Regions from separate parts of the Ovis aries genome. Here all the other regions are linked to region 3. Evidence: chromatin contacts called from public Hi-C data. All regions are on one chromosome and are shown on one strand. The core of a region is the stretch at or near the end of the contact, and the rest is flanking DNA. Distances in the headings are between cores, read along the strand shown.

Region 1 (4,296 bases), core at 1,233-3,732, 680 kb after region 3:
CTCTGGGAGTTAAGGGGCGGGGCAGCCAGGGTGGGAGACGGGGTTCCAGCCAGCTCTGGGGCAGAGTTTTGGCTTGGCCTCTGCTATTTTTTTCCTTCCTGCCCTTGGGAACCAAAGGGACTCCAGTGGTATTTCCTGCCTCGGTTTCTCCAGGACTATCACATGACTAGACTCAACTGTAAGATCCCTGGTTCCCATCTCCACCCTCATCAGCTTCATCCCAAACCACAGCTTTCCCCCCACTGAGTTCAAGCCACAGCTTGATCCCCTTGACCAGCCCAGGGATGGAGCTGCTGGGCCCAGCACCTGGATTGCTCTGTACCCTCTGCCTGCAGGGATCTCTTTCTTCCTGCTTGTGAAAGCTTGCTTATCTTTCTAAACCCAGCTGAGATGTCACTGCCTCAAAAACCTTGAACTGATTCCCCAGGTGGACTTCCAGCTACTTTTCAAGTTTTAAAAAGCCCAACCAGGATAAACAGGATAGCAAAAATGCTGAATCTCTTTGCTTTTGTGTGACTAGATACTCAGTGTCATAATGTTATTATCTTGTGTTGATCAGAAGCACTTATTTGCAGTTACATAAATGTCTGATTACAAAAAACTTGGAAATGAACACCTTACAAATGCAGTTTGTTTGGCTGACAAGATAATTCTTTTAAATATTAATTAAGTTCAGGGTAGCAGAAGAGATTGGTGTGTGTGTGTGTGTGTTAGTCACTCAGTCGTGTCTGACTCTTTTCAACCCCATGGACTATAGCCCACCAGGCTTCTCCATCGTGGAATTCTCCAGGCGAAAATACTGGAACGGGTTGCGTTTCCTTTCTCCAGGAGGTCTTCCCGATGCAGGGATCAAACCTGGGTCTCCTATATTGCAGGTAGACTTTTACTGTCTGAGCCACCAGAGAAGATGGTAAGGACAACAACAGCAATCTCCATGGTGAGAAGGTGAGTCTAAGGTCCTGTGTAGCCTTTTGATACACACAGCTGTTTCATTTCCCCAAAAGGCCTGGTACACAGTAGATGCTCAGAAAGTATTCACTGGATACTGTACGTGAAGGTGCAGGGTATATAAGGATGATGACACTGGGGTCACTGAAGCCTCTGTCAACTCTAGTGGCTGCCCCTTGGGGACCAGATGAATAACCAGTCCAGGAGCTGTCCTAGCCTCAGGGACAGCTAACTGCCAATCCTTAGGGTTCACCCAAGTAGCGCTGAGATTGCTTAGAACCCGGGGACAAGGCTGTGTATTCTCGACCCCTCCGGGGAGTAGGGCAACAGCCTGGATTCCGATGCCCATTGCAGCCACCTTTGCCCCTCTGCTCCAGGCAGCTCCCCAAGAAGCAGAGTCTGGCCAATTATGGGAGGTGCTGTTCTCCTTCACTTCCAGCATTAGCTTAGACCTTAAAAATCGCAGCCTGGCGCCTGCTCTTCTCATGACAAGGAAAACAGGAGATGTCAGAAGCCTCCTTAGGTATCTGGGAGAGAACAGCTCCTTCTGCTCCCTCCCCTCCTTGTATGAGGTCATTGAATCAGGATGACAAAGCAAACAGTGACGTGTTGGGACTTGTTCCCGGATTGATTCCAGGGTTTCTCCAGCCCCTCCTTCCTCCTCCTCCTCAGAATGGCAGGCCCAGGTGTGAACAACAAGCAGAACTGGACTCAGTCCTTGGGATCTGGGAAGCGGATGCTAGTTGAGGGGCCCCCTCTGTGGTGGTAAAGAGGAGGTCCCAGGGAGAGCCGGGTGCAAGTGGGAATCGTGATACAGCACCACTGGACACTTTCCAGACTTCACTGTGCTTTCCTTTGTTCTCATTTGAGTTAAGGAGGGCAAGAATTCTTCTCTGACTTTACAGATGAGAAAACCAAGACTTGTTTAAGGTCAGCAACTTAGGGCTTCATGGCTTAAGGGTCACAGAGCCAAATATGAGATAGTTTTGTGACTACAGCATCTTCCCACCTCATCACAGTTCTTTTTTAAAAAATGTATTTATTTGGCTGCGCCAGGTCTTAGTTGCTGCATGTGGGATCTTCAGTCTTCATTGCAGCAGGCAGAATCTTTTAGCTGAGGCATGTGGGATCTTAGTTGTAGTCTGGGATCTAGTTCCCTGACCGGGGATCAAACCTGGACCCCCTGCCCTGGGAGCGCAGTCTTAGCTACTGGACCACCAGGGAAGTCCCACCATAGTTCCTTGAATTTCACTCCTTGGTATACCTGTTTCATTCCACCATATTGTTACTTAATGTTCTTCTTTAAATAAACTCACCTTAAAAGTTGACCTCATTCTATGCAACATTACATACGTGTATGTATGTATAAATAATGCATGTATTTATATTCACAACTGCTAAAATTAAACATGTTCGTTCTCCTCCCCCAAAGTCAACTTTCATAATGCCAGCGATGCTGGTGCACACTTTGAGAAACTGTCCAACTGTCCTCCGCCCTCCCTGCATTACTAATGATGGATTGTCACAGGCTGGCAGCCAAGTGGCTGCCTTTGTTGAAATGTTCAGCCAGTAGGATCACTCAGGGCCACCACTGTCGTTGTTAGGGCTGTGCCTCCAAATCACAGAATTACTAAAACAGAGGGGATAAGAGACGTCATAGAATCCAACTCCTAAGGGACAGAGTCTTATACAGCACACCCATTCACAGTCCTAAAGGTTAAGGGAGCAGCACACAGAGACAAAAAGACAAATGAGCTGGAGTCTTTGCTCGAGAAACTCACAAACCTTACAAACATAAACAACTGAAAACTAAAAGGAATAAGCAAAGAATCTGGAATTATGGTTCCACCATGAACTTGGCATGCCTTTGAGCGAGTTGCTTCATTTTCTGAGCCTCAGTTTCCTTAGACAAAAGGTGATAATAGCTCCTCTTTTTACCTTTAAGACAGATAGCAGCAGCAGCAAACTCCTCCATAGAATATTTGCATTAAGACTGGAGAATGACTTTCTCCAGGTTAAACAAAGCACCAGAAATAACAGGCTGGGAAGAGATTTGGGGAGCTTGTCAGTGTCCCTAATTTGCTGCTACTGGGTCTTAGGCCTGGGAAGGCTCTGGTGCCCTGAACCAGCTTGGTGCCCTGAAGTCTTTCAGAATCCTGATTGTGGAGGAGTTGAGGATCTTCTGCTTTGAAACGTTTGCTTCTGGCAGTCAACTCCTATATAGCGATGGAGCTTTACTGCCCTCTTGTGGTCACTCCCTGACATAGTTGCATTGACTTTTGGAGGGCTGTGCGTGACAGCCTGAGGAAACCAGAGCCAACCCTCCAGATCAAGATTTTCCAGGGCCAGCGGAGGACTTAAAACCCAAATTAAAGCCAGCTGCTGTAACCCAGAGCTCCTTGATGGGAAGGGGTAGCTCTGCCTGATTTTGCCCCAAGTAGGACACGAATCCAGGCCTCTGCCTGAGTTAACACTGCTAAAATGGTAGGTGCTGAGATTATCCAGCTTGTCTGGAAAAATTCTAGAAACAAAGAGCTCTAAGGCCCCATTTCTGCCTGGAAAACCCAATGCTAAGAAGGGCCAGGCCGTGAACTTGCCCTCCAACCCTCAGTCATGTGAAGCAAGTTAGCTGAGCACCTATTTTGTGAACTGGTAGGTTCCATGAGGTGCAGGTGGAGTACAAAATAAGATAGTTCCTGCCCTCAACTCATAATGCTTACAAACGTAAATGGCCCAAGCACACACATAATTAACAGCTGTCAGGCCATCCAAGCAAGACCCATCACAGAAGCAGAAATACAGTGTGTAGGGCTGCTGGGGAGAGGGGGGTTTAGTGACAATCAGGATGATCAAGGTTTCCTGAAGATAGTGAGACTCAGGCTGAACTTTTGAAAAATGAGTAGGACTTTACCCAGTAGACACAAGCCAGGAGGACATTGCATGCTGCATGCCCAGGTGCTTCAGTTCAGTTCAGTTCAGTTCAGTTGCTCAGTCATGTCCGACTCTTTGCGACCCCATGAATCGCAGCACACCAGGCCTCCCTGTCCATCACCAACTCCCGGAGTTCACTCAGACTCACGTCCATCGAGTCAGTGATGCCATCCAGCCGTCTCATCCTGTCGTCCCCTTCTCCTCCTGCCCCCAATCCCTCCCAGCATCAGAGTCTTTTCCAATGAGTCAACTCTTTGCATGAGGTGGCCAAAGTACCGGAGTTTCAGCTTTAGCATCATTCCTTCCAAAGAAATCCCAGGGTTGATCTCCTTCAGAATGGACTGCTTGGATCTCCTTGCAGTCCAACGGACTCTCAAGAGTCTTCTCCAACACCACAGTTCAAACGCATCAATTCTT
Region 2 (4,513 bases), core at 550-3,049, 640 kb after region 3:
GTCCATTTGATTAAATTTGATTATGTGTGAATATATACAAATGTATAATTATACAATTCATACTTAAATTAGAACTACCTTGTCCAAAGCTCCTTTCTAAATGTATTCAGTGCCAATAAGACAGCAAGTCAGTTGTTAACTATTAACAGAATGAACTGATTTGATGAAAGTCTAGGAGTGACACTTCCCAAAGAGCAAAAGTCTGTGTGTTAGATTAAAAAATATGTTCCTAGACTCCCCTGGTGGTACAGTAGATAAGAATCTGCCTGCCAATGCAGGGAACATGGATTTGATCCCCGGTCTGGGAAGATTCCACAGGCCGCAGACCAACTAAACCTATGTACCACAACTACTGAGCCTGCACTCTAGGGCCTGGGAGCCACAACGAGAGCCCGCACACCACAGCTACAGAGTAGCCCCACTCGCCACAGCTAGAGAAAAGCCTGTGCAGCAACAAAGAGCCAGCATAAACATGGGTAACTTTTTAAAAAAGAAAAAAATATACCTTCCTAAAAATGTGGACATAAACCCTGGAAAATAAAAGTATGGATTTTATCAACTAAAGCTATAGAGGAATTTGGGATTTAGAGAACATTCTGATGAATCCTTTTGTAATCTGAAGGATTCTATGCCACTTAAACTGTCTATTTGTACATGTGGGTTTTTCAGATTGTTATGAGCCTAGGCCCTGGAGTCAGGAGAATCAGGTTAACACCTTGACTCTACCACTTACTAGCCCTGTGTCCTTGGCCAAGTTTACTTAAACTTCTGTGCCTCAGTTTCTGCATCTGTAAAATGGGGACTATAGTAGCCTACCTCACAGGGTTTTTGTGAGAATGAAATGTGATAATTCACATAAATCATTTAGCATAGGACCTGAAACATAGTAAGTACAAAGCAAATTATGATAATTACAAGGGACATAGAGCCCAACTGGACTTCAGCTTTCCTTCTTGAGACTTTTGCAGGAAATACAGAACCTTGAAGCATGGGTTTAGTAAGACAAAGTTCCTTGGAATTTATGATGGAGGCATAGTTTGAGTGCAATATTTAGCCATTTTCCTTCTGTTGAGAACTTGATGCACTTCCATTTTTTTTTTCCTTCTCACTAACTTAAAAGACTAGTTATTGTGTTCTGGGCATCCAGATCCCTGGGAGATGGAAAGTAGCCCAGAGACTCATTTATATTTGATAGATGGGCCTTGAATAGAAATGGCATCCCTTGGGGCATATTTGGAGGCTTTGGCTATACAGAGGAAATTTCCCCATCTTCTGATGCTCTCTGGTCCTTTTGACTGGATCCACTTCCTCCTGGAAGAGCTGGTCTGGTGGGAGCAGATTCTCAAAACAATTATCCTACTTCTGGAGGACCCCACTATGCGGGTGTGCATGCATATTCATGCATGTCCCTGCACTGTATATGTGTGTACTCACGCATGTCCCCACACCGGGTGTGTGTGTCCTTACACTGTTTATGTGTACTCGTGCATGTCCCCATTCCTAGCAAGGAAGGATATTCTCTTAAGCTATAAGATTAAAGAGCTCCAGGAGTAAACATATAATACATAGTGTCAATTACTGGCTCTGGTGACCAGAGAATGAACCCCATTTCAATTACAGGCAGAGAAGAAGAAGCTGAAACCCTGCGAAGAGTAGGGCCCTGAAGCTGTTGCCCAGGTCGGCCCAGCCCAGCCAGCCGACTTTTGCTTAGTTAGTCTTCGAAGAACACAGGCTTGAGCTTGCCTATTGCATCAGTTGCTCCCCAGCTGCCCTTCCCCGCCCCACCCTGGAAAGTGGTAGGGAGAGCTACGTAACAGCCTGTGAGGCAACCACTCAGGCAGGGGGACGTCTGGAAGAGACTGTCTCACTCCTTCCAGCCAGGCCCCACCCAACAGGCACTCCCAATCCAAGTCCATGAAGGGAAAGCACATTTCGGGCCCGGAGTCCTCCCAGCTGTCCTAACACTACACGCAGCCCTTTCTACCTCCACCTGGACATCATGCAGTGATGAACAGGACTTCTGAGCCTTCTCTTTTGGTCAAAGTGGGGTCTAGAATCTCAGAATGTTAGGGCTGGAAGACCTCAGAGGGCACCTGAACCAACATTCCCATTTTACAGATGATAAAATTGAGGCCCAGAGAAGCAAAATGACTTGCCAAAGAGCCCACAGCTAGATTGCATCAGCTTGCTCAGTCTAAAGCTCACATCTCCTCTCCTTGCACAACCTCAGAAACAAAGGACCAAAGTATTTGGACTTGAGGAATCTTTGAATGGAAGACACCACCAGAAATGAGTGCTCTGAGATCTGTAAAGTCATTTAAGATGGAGAGTAGGATGCTTAGGAGATTCTAATGAGTGAGGTTGAGATCCATTCTGAACCTGTGCAGAAGAATCCCTTAATCCAAGTCTTGCAGGAGAGCAGGCCAATTTTAGACTGAGCTGGACAGGAGCAGACTGGGGAAGGGAGGGACCCATTCTGGAGCAGTCCCAGAAAGCCTAACCAATGCCTGGCTCTTCCCCCAGCCTTCAAGTCCCTGGAATACTGGAAAGTCTCAGGTCCACTAAGGCAGGTCGTCAGCTTCCAGGTTGAACTCAACTACCAGGCCCACTGTGGGGGTCCAAGATGCACAAAGAAAGCATCCATCAGCTGAAGGTATGAGCATGGGACTCCAGGGCACTGGGTGGAGATCAATAACTACTGACAATGTATGCTGATTTAAAGGGTATATTGAGATTTGGACCATAAAACTGAGCACTGAAAAACTGATGCTTTTGAACTGTGGTGCTAGAGAAGACTCTTGAGAGTCCCTTGGACAGCAAGGTGATCAAACCAGTCAATCCTAAAGGAAATCAACCCTAAATATTCATTGGAAGGACTGACGCTGAAGCTCCAATACTTTGGCCATCTGATGCGAAGAGTAGACTCATTTGAAAAAACCCTAATGTTGGGAAAGATTGAAGGCATGAGGAGAAGGGGGTGACAGATGAGATGGCTGGATGGCATCACTGACTCAACGGACATGAGTTTGAGCAAACTCTGGGAGACAGTGAAGGATAGGGAAGCCTGGAGTGCTGCAGTCCATGGGGTGGCAGAGTCAGACAAGGCTGAGTGACTGAACAACGACAACAGAAGCTAGAGCTGCCCACAAATCCACATACATATTCTTTTTAAACAATCATTTTATTGAGGTATGAGTGACACACAAAAAGCTGAAGATACTTCATGTCCACAACTTGATGAGTTTGGAATACACACATATTCTTTATCTACCTGTAGTTCCACCAATGCTCAGTCCAAGAAGAGTCCAGCTTCCTGGGTCACTTGCAGCTGAGAAGTGCAGCCTCACTGAGCTTTAGCTGATGAAGGATCATCAATGGCTCCTGCTCTCTCTGGGACCTTGTTTAAGAACCACCTTTTTTGGTTTTTAATCCAAAGGCTGCCAGCAATACGTGATGTCCTGCAGTTTTTAGGCTTTTCCTGGACTCTGGAAACCTCATGATGAGTCTCTCTCTGAGCCTGACACTAATTTAACAGACACCTGTGCTATTTATCTGGCACCTGTGACTTTGCTGAAGGCACTATCTTCTTTAACTGACTTCCAGAACTGCCCACATTCTCAGAGCCCTTCAGGACTTGAAAGCTCAGCCATGTTCTCCTGCTGACACCCAGGTCCTGAGAGATTAAAATTCTTCAATCCACCTTTCTGATTCAGGGGGCTCTACTTTTTTTTTGGTTGCACTGAGTCTTAGTTGCAGTGTGTGGGCTTAACTGCCCATGTGGGACCGGGGAATCCTCAATCGAAGCCATGTCCCTTGCATTGGTCAGCAGATTCTTAACCACTGGACCACCAGGGATGCCCCTTAGGGCTCTACTCCTACAATGCAATACTCACCTTGAATTTCTTATCATTATCTCAAAGGGGCAAGAGGCATTTTTCCTTTTTTTCAGCCTGCTACACACAGGAGATTTTCCAGCTGCTGGTTAAATGCTGGGCCCCCGCAGGTACCAATGAGCACAAGATCATCCACAATCAGGTGTGCTCCTGGGAGAGCCATGAGGTCCACATGAAAACACTAGGACAGGGCTTCACTGTGTTCATGGGGCTCCCCCATTTGGTCACCAAGCCCCTCGCTGGTGCACCTAGAAAGTCACCCTGACACATCACCCTTCACCCCTTCTCAGAAGGATGGGGCGTTATCAAGAGCCTGTGAATCAGGCAACCCCACAGAGAGGGACAGGGGACACATAGGAGCTCACAGCGGGGACAGGGACAGGAGATGGTCCTGTGAGCAAGAGTGTCTGGCACAGTCACAGTGAGGAAGCAGACGACAGACAAGAAATCAGGGGAGAGGCTCAGATGAGGAGCCTTGGGCAAACGGAGGGGGTCCAATCCAACATCATTAAACAGTTTCCTACCTTTTGCCTAATTAAGTCTCATGAGTCAACTCAAATGTTTGCTCCCATTTTCTGCCGGCAAAGAAGAAGATGACAGGAGGATAGCTGGCCCAAGGA
Region 3 (4,025 bases), core at 239-2,738:
CAATAAGTGGCAGAGCCAAAATCAGAAGCCAGGCCTTCTGAGCTCTTGCATGCTAAGTCACTTTAAGTCATGTCCGACTCTTTGCAACTTTATGGACTGCAGCTCACTAGGCTTCTCTGTCCATGGGATTTTCTAGGCAAGAACACCAGAGTGGGTTACCATTTCCCTCTCCAGGGGATCTTCCCAACCCAGGGATCGAACCCATGTCTCTTATGTCTCCTGCACTGGCAGGCAGGTTCTTCACCACTAGCACCTCCTGGGAAGCCAGCCAGTAGTCCCCAGGACACTTAGAAGTACAAGGATCACTGCTTTGAGAAACCAGAAGCTTTCACACAAGCCCCACTTCCAAATCCGACTACCACAAGGCCTTCCTAGGACCTCCTGCTTGAACTCACTTTCTATGATTTTTCACAGCTCCTCCCCAGGTACGGAAGCTTCACAGGCTGCACTTAACAACAGCCAGGCTTCACCATGATGTGTGACCTTCCCTGCCTCAACCTTCTCACCCATGCCCCTTCTGATCCCATCACAGGACCCAGAGCCCTGGCTCCCCAAGTCAGGGTCTAGGGGACTCCTAGCTGTGAGGACCCCATAGTGCCTCCCTATCCCAAACCTCTACACCTCTGGGGAAGTTACCAGGACTCTCTCCTGGGGGAGCTGGAGCCAGGTTATCCTCTGGTCAGGGGTCCCCAGCCTCCAGAATCTAATGTCTGGTGATCTGAGGTGGAGCCAATGTAACAATAATAGAAATAAGAGGGTGGTGGTTTAGTTGTTCAGTCGACTCCAACCCTTGCGGCCCCATGGACCATAGCCCACCAGGTTCCTCTGTCCATGGGGTTTCCCAGGCAAGAACACTGGAGTGGCTAGCCATTTCTTTCTCCAGGGGATCTTCCTGACCCAGGGGATTGAACCATCATCTCCTGTGTTGCAGGTGGTCTTCTGCACTGCAGGTGGATTCTTTACCAGCTGAGCCACCAGGGAAGCCTGTAATAAAGTGCACAATAAGTGCAATGGGCTTGAATCATCTCAAGACCATCCCTACCCCCAGTCCATGGAAAAACTGTCTTCCACGAAATTGGTCCCTGGTGCCAAAAATATTGGGGACCACTGCTGTAGGCCACAGCCTACTAAGATAATGGGGCTTGCAGGAGGGACTCTTAACCCAGAAATTCCTTTTTCAAAAAGGAGACCTGGGTGAGAACCACAAGGACAGGCCCTGGAATGGACAACAACATCAGCATCAGGCTTGCCCAGGCCCATGGTGGCTTCTGTTCTGCACAGAAGGAAGGAAAGACCTTTTCCACCTGGCCTGGGGTGTCAACACTGCCCATATTTCCTGGCTGGCAACAAATTCCCAAACATATTTTTGTTTCTCCCTCTAACACTTAACCTTGAGTGTATTTCAAGGGAAACACTTCTCTGTCTGCTTCTGATTCATACCCACTGAGCTCATCAAAACCAGAATTATTTGGTAATCACTGCTGGGTTTACTGGATGCCCTCTGGGATCTGTAAAAATCTCTGTTCTTCAGAAACAGGAAGTTTCAACAGAAGGATAGAGGCTGGTTGCAAAAGTCAAAATTTGAATTCTCTCTGCCTATTGGAGCGGCATTTCCTTCCTCCTGCCCATCAGCCAACATGGATGCAGCGCCTACCGTGTGCAGAGAACACAGAGGTGAATTTTACAGGAGGTTCTGAATTAATTTACTGGGGCTGCCATAACCAAGTGTCATAGATGGAGCAGCTTAAACAGAAACGATTCTCAAGGCAGGAAGTCTAAGACCAACGGGTCTGCAGGCTGGTTTCTTCTGAAGCCTCTTTCCTTGCCTTGCAGACAGCCGTCTTCTCCCTGTGACTTCACATGGTCTTCCCTGTGTGTGTGTCTGTGTCCCGACCTCCTCTTTTTCTAAGGACACCGGTCACATTGATGAAAGCCCACCCATATGACCTCATTTTAGCTTAATTACCTATTTAAAGAGCGTGTCTCCAAATTCAATCATATTAGGAGTTCAATATTTATGAATCTTGGTGTTGTTCAGTTGCTAAGTCTTGTCTCTTTGTGACACCATGGACTGCAGCACGCCAGGCTTCTTTGTCCTTCACTATCTCCTGGAGTTATGAATTTAAGGGGAACCCAATTCAGCTGATAAGAGGCTCTGGTCTCAAGAAGGCGTTCTCCTGTGACAACAGCTTTCTCTTTGATTGCCATCTGAGGTTAGCCCCTGAGACGAGGTGGTTTAGGATGTATTTCCTGTTGTAGACTGTCTAAGGCAGGATGACTCTGTGGAATAGGCACTGAACTGTCAGATCGGAATTCAAATTTGCCTCCCTCACTTACTAGTTGGGTGATGTAGCTCAAGTTACATAGGCTCTGATGCCTCTGCTTCTTCACAGTATAATGAGGATCATACTGCCTGTCTCACAGGGAGCTTTTGTGAAGATCCAAAGAGATAATACATGTGAAACAGCGCAATGTCTGGGAACACGGTAAGTACTCACCAAGCACATGTGTGCTAAGTCGCTTCAGTCGTGCCTGACTCTTTGTAACCCTATGGACTGCAGCTTGCCAGGCTCCTCTGTCCATGGGATTCTCTAGGCAAGAATACTGGAGTGGGTTTCCATGCCCTCCTCCAGGGATCTTCCCGACCCAGGGATTGAACCCTGGTTCCTTATGTCTCCTACATTTGCAGGCAGGTTCTTTACTGCTAGTCCACTTGGGAAGCCTGCTCACCTAGTGGGAGTTCCTTTTCCAGGTGTATCTCCTGCAGGATTTCCTCTTCCAGGGTATTAAGAATGTATTCCATGTATTCCATCCATTTTCACTCTGGGGAGAGGAGTGTGCCAGGAAACTAAGAAACTCAGATACAGGGTTAAGACGTCAGTTTCCTCAGCCGATCCATAGCCCAAATGCCTGACCGCTGTACTTGACTCCTCAGGTTTGGGCCAGAAGGACCCTTCCGTGGGCACCTCTTGCAGTCCAGCCTGACCAGCTGACCAGCTCTCCATCCCACAGGTGGTCTCCTGATTTTCCACCTGTTACTGCCTCAGGAGAGGTTTCACCCTCTTCTGGGGCAGCCAGGCCCTAAAGCAGGAAGAGGGAGAAACAATTTGGACTTGAACCTCATCAGCAGTACCCACTGACAGGACCTCTGTGAGAATGTGATGTAGGAAAGGGTGAGGACAACCATCGGGTCCAGGCTGACCCAGCTATGGAAGCTGGTCAGGCAGTGGAAACAAGTCCAGGGGCTTGCATAGACCAGATCTCACAGTCCAGAGAGGTGGGTACTGGACTAGTGTGGGGACCCAGGTTCTATTTCCAGCTCTGATAGTCTCCAGTGGTGGGCAATTCACAAGACTTCTCTGAGCTTACATTCCCCTCAGAGAGACACATGGGATAATGTGTTAGAACAATGCAAGTTCATATTTTATCAATAAGTCCTAGAGGTATCCCACTGGCAACCCTTCTCTGGGCTACCACACTTTCTCAGCTGCCTTGGAAGGAAGGGAGACGTCCTTATTGCTTTGGGTTCCAATTTCCTTAAACTGTCAGCATTACACACACACACACACACACACACACACACACACACCATACCACACCACACTTTGCAGATTAAGGATGCATTACTTCTCAAAACAAGTAACATTTCTAGCTTTGGAATAAGAGGGATGAGGGCTCATTCTGGGCCACGTTGCCTCTTCAACATCATCCCACCCCCACAATCGCCAGTCCTCTCCCCTCCCCCTCCCCCCCTGAATTACTCATACTCCTGGAAACATGACTGATGACTTCGGGATGAGTAAGAGCCCCATGCGCGTCATGGCCCAACTGCTGGGAGGGTGAATGAGTTCAATACTGCCTCAAGCCAGGCCACTTAGACATGTGCCAGGAGTCCTGCTGGCGGAAGGGGCCACAAGACCCTAGATAGAAGCTAGGAAAAGCCAGTCAGCAACAAGCTAGAAGTTCTTTCCCCCTTCCCCCAGGCTTTCTGCTAACCTTTGGGTGATAGTAGCCTTCTCAACATG

The links. A called contact is a pair of places that touch in the nucleus more often than the background predicts.
Region 1: a contact with region 3 is called in a Hi-C map of tail adipose tissue, with 5 times the contacts expected there. The contact joins two enhancer-like sites. A contact is called at or near these places in 11 of 16 Hi-C or Micro-C datasets (blood, hypothalamus, liver and 6 more).
Region 2: a contact with region 3 is called in a Hi-C map of tail adipose tissue, with 3 times the contacts expected there. The contact joins two enhancer-like sites. A contact is called at or near these places in 6 of 16 Hi-C or Micro-C datasets (blood and tail adipose tissue).

What each region holds. Positions count from the first base shown.
Region 1 is chr3:34,715,382-34,719,677 of ARS-UI_Ramb_v3.0, reverse strand. All of the region lies in intron 13 of SLC4A1AP (solute carrier family 4 member 1 adaptor protein), which reads right to left. Among named protein-coding and RNA genes, the nearest start is that of SLC4A1AP, 30 kb to the right of the region's middle. Within about 2 kb of position 2,482, at least 18 of the 54 cell types and tissues checked have an H3K27ac peak or open chromatin away from gene starts, as enhancers often do. A contact at or near this core is called in tail adipose tissue, where this site is marked.
Region 2 is chr3:34,760,582-34,765,094 of ARS-UI_Ramb_v3.0, reverse strand. It overlaps SLC4A1AP (solute carrier family 4 member 1 adaptor protein), which reads right to left. Exons shown (of 15, transcript XM_042245922.1): 15 at 3,163-4,513. Among named protein-coding and RNA genes, the nearest start is that of MRPL33, 16 kb to the left of the region's middle. Within about 2 kb of position 1,799, at least 9 of the 54 cell types and tissues checked have an H3K27ac peak or open chromatin away from gene starts, as enhancers often do. A contact at or near this core is called in tail adipose tissue, where this site is marked.
Region 3 is chr3:35,397,379-35,401,403 of ARS-UI_Ramb_v3.0, reverse strand. LOC121819020 (a long non-coding RNA gene) reads left to right here. Exons shown (of 6, transcript XR_009599790.1): 2 at 1,532-1,674; 3 at 2,394-2,486. All of the region lies in intron 1 of LOC114113587 (a long non-coding RNA gene), which reads right to left. Among named protein-coding and RNA genes, the nearest start is that of PLB1, 40 kb to the left of the region's middle. Within about 2 kb of position 1,488, at least 7 of the 54 cell types and tissues checked have an H3K27ac peak or open chromatin away from gene starts, as enhancers often do. A contact at or near this core is called in tail adipose tissue, where this site is marked.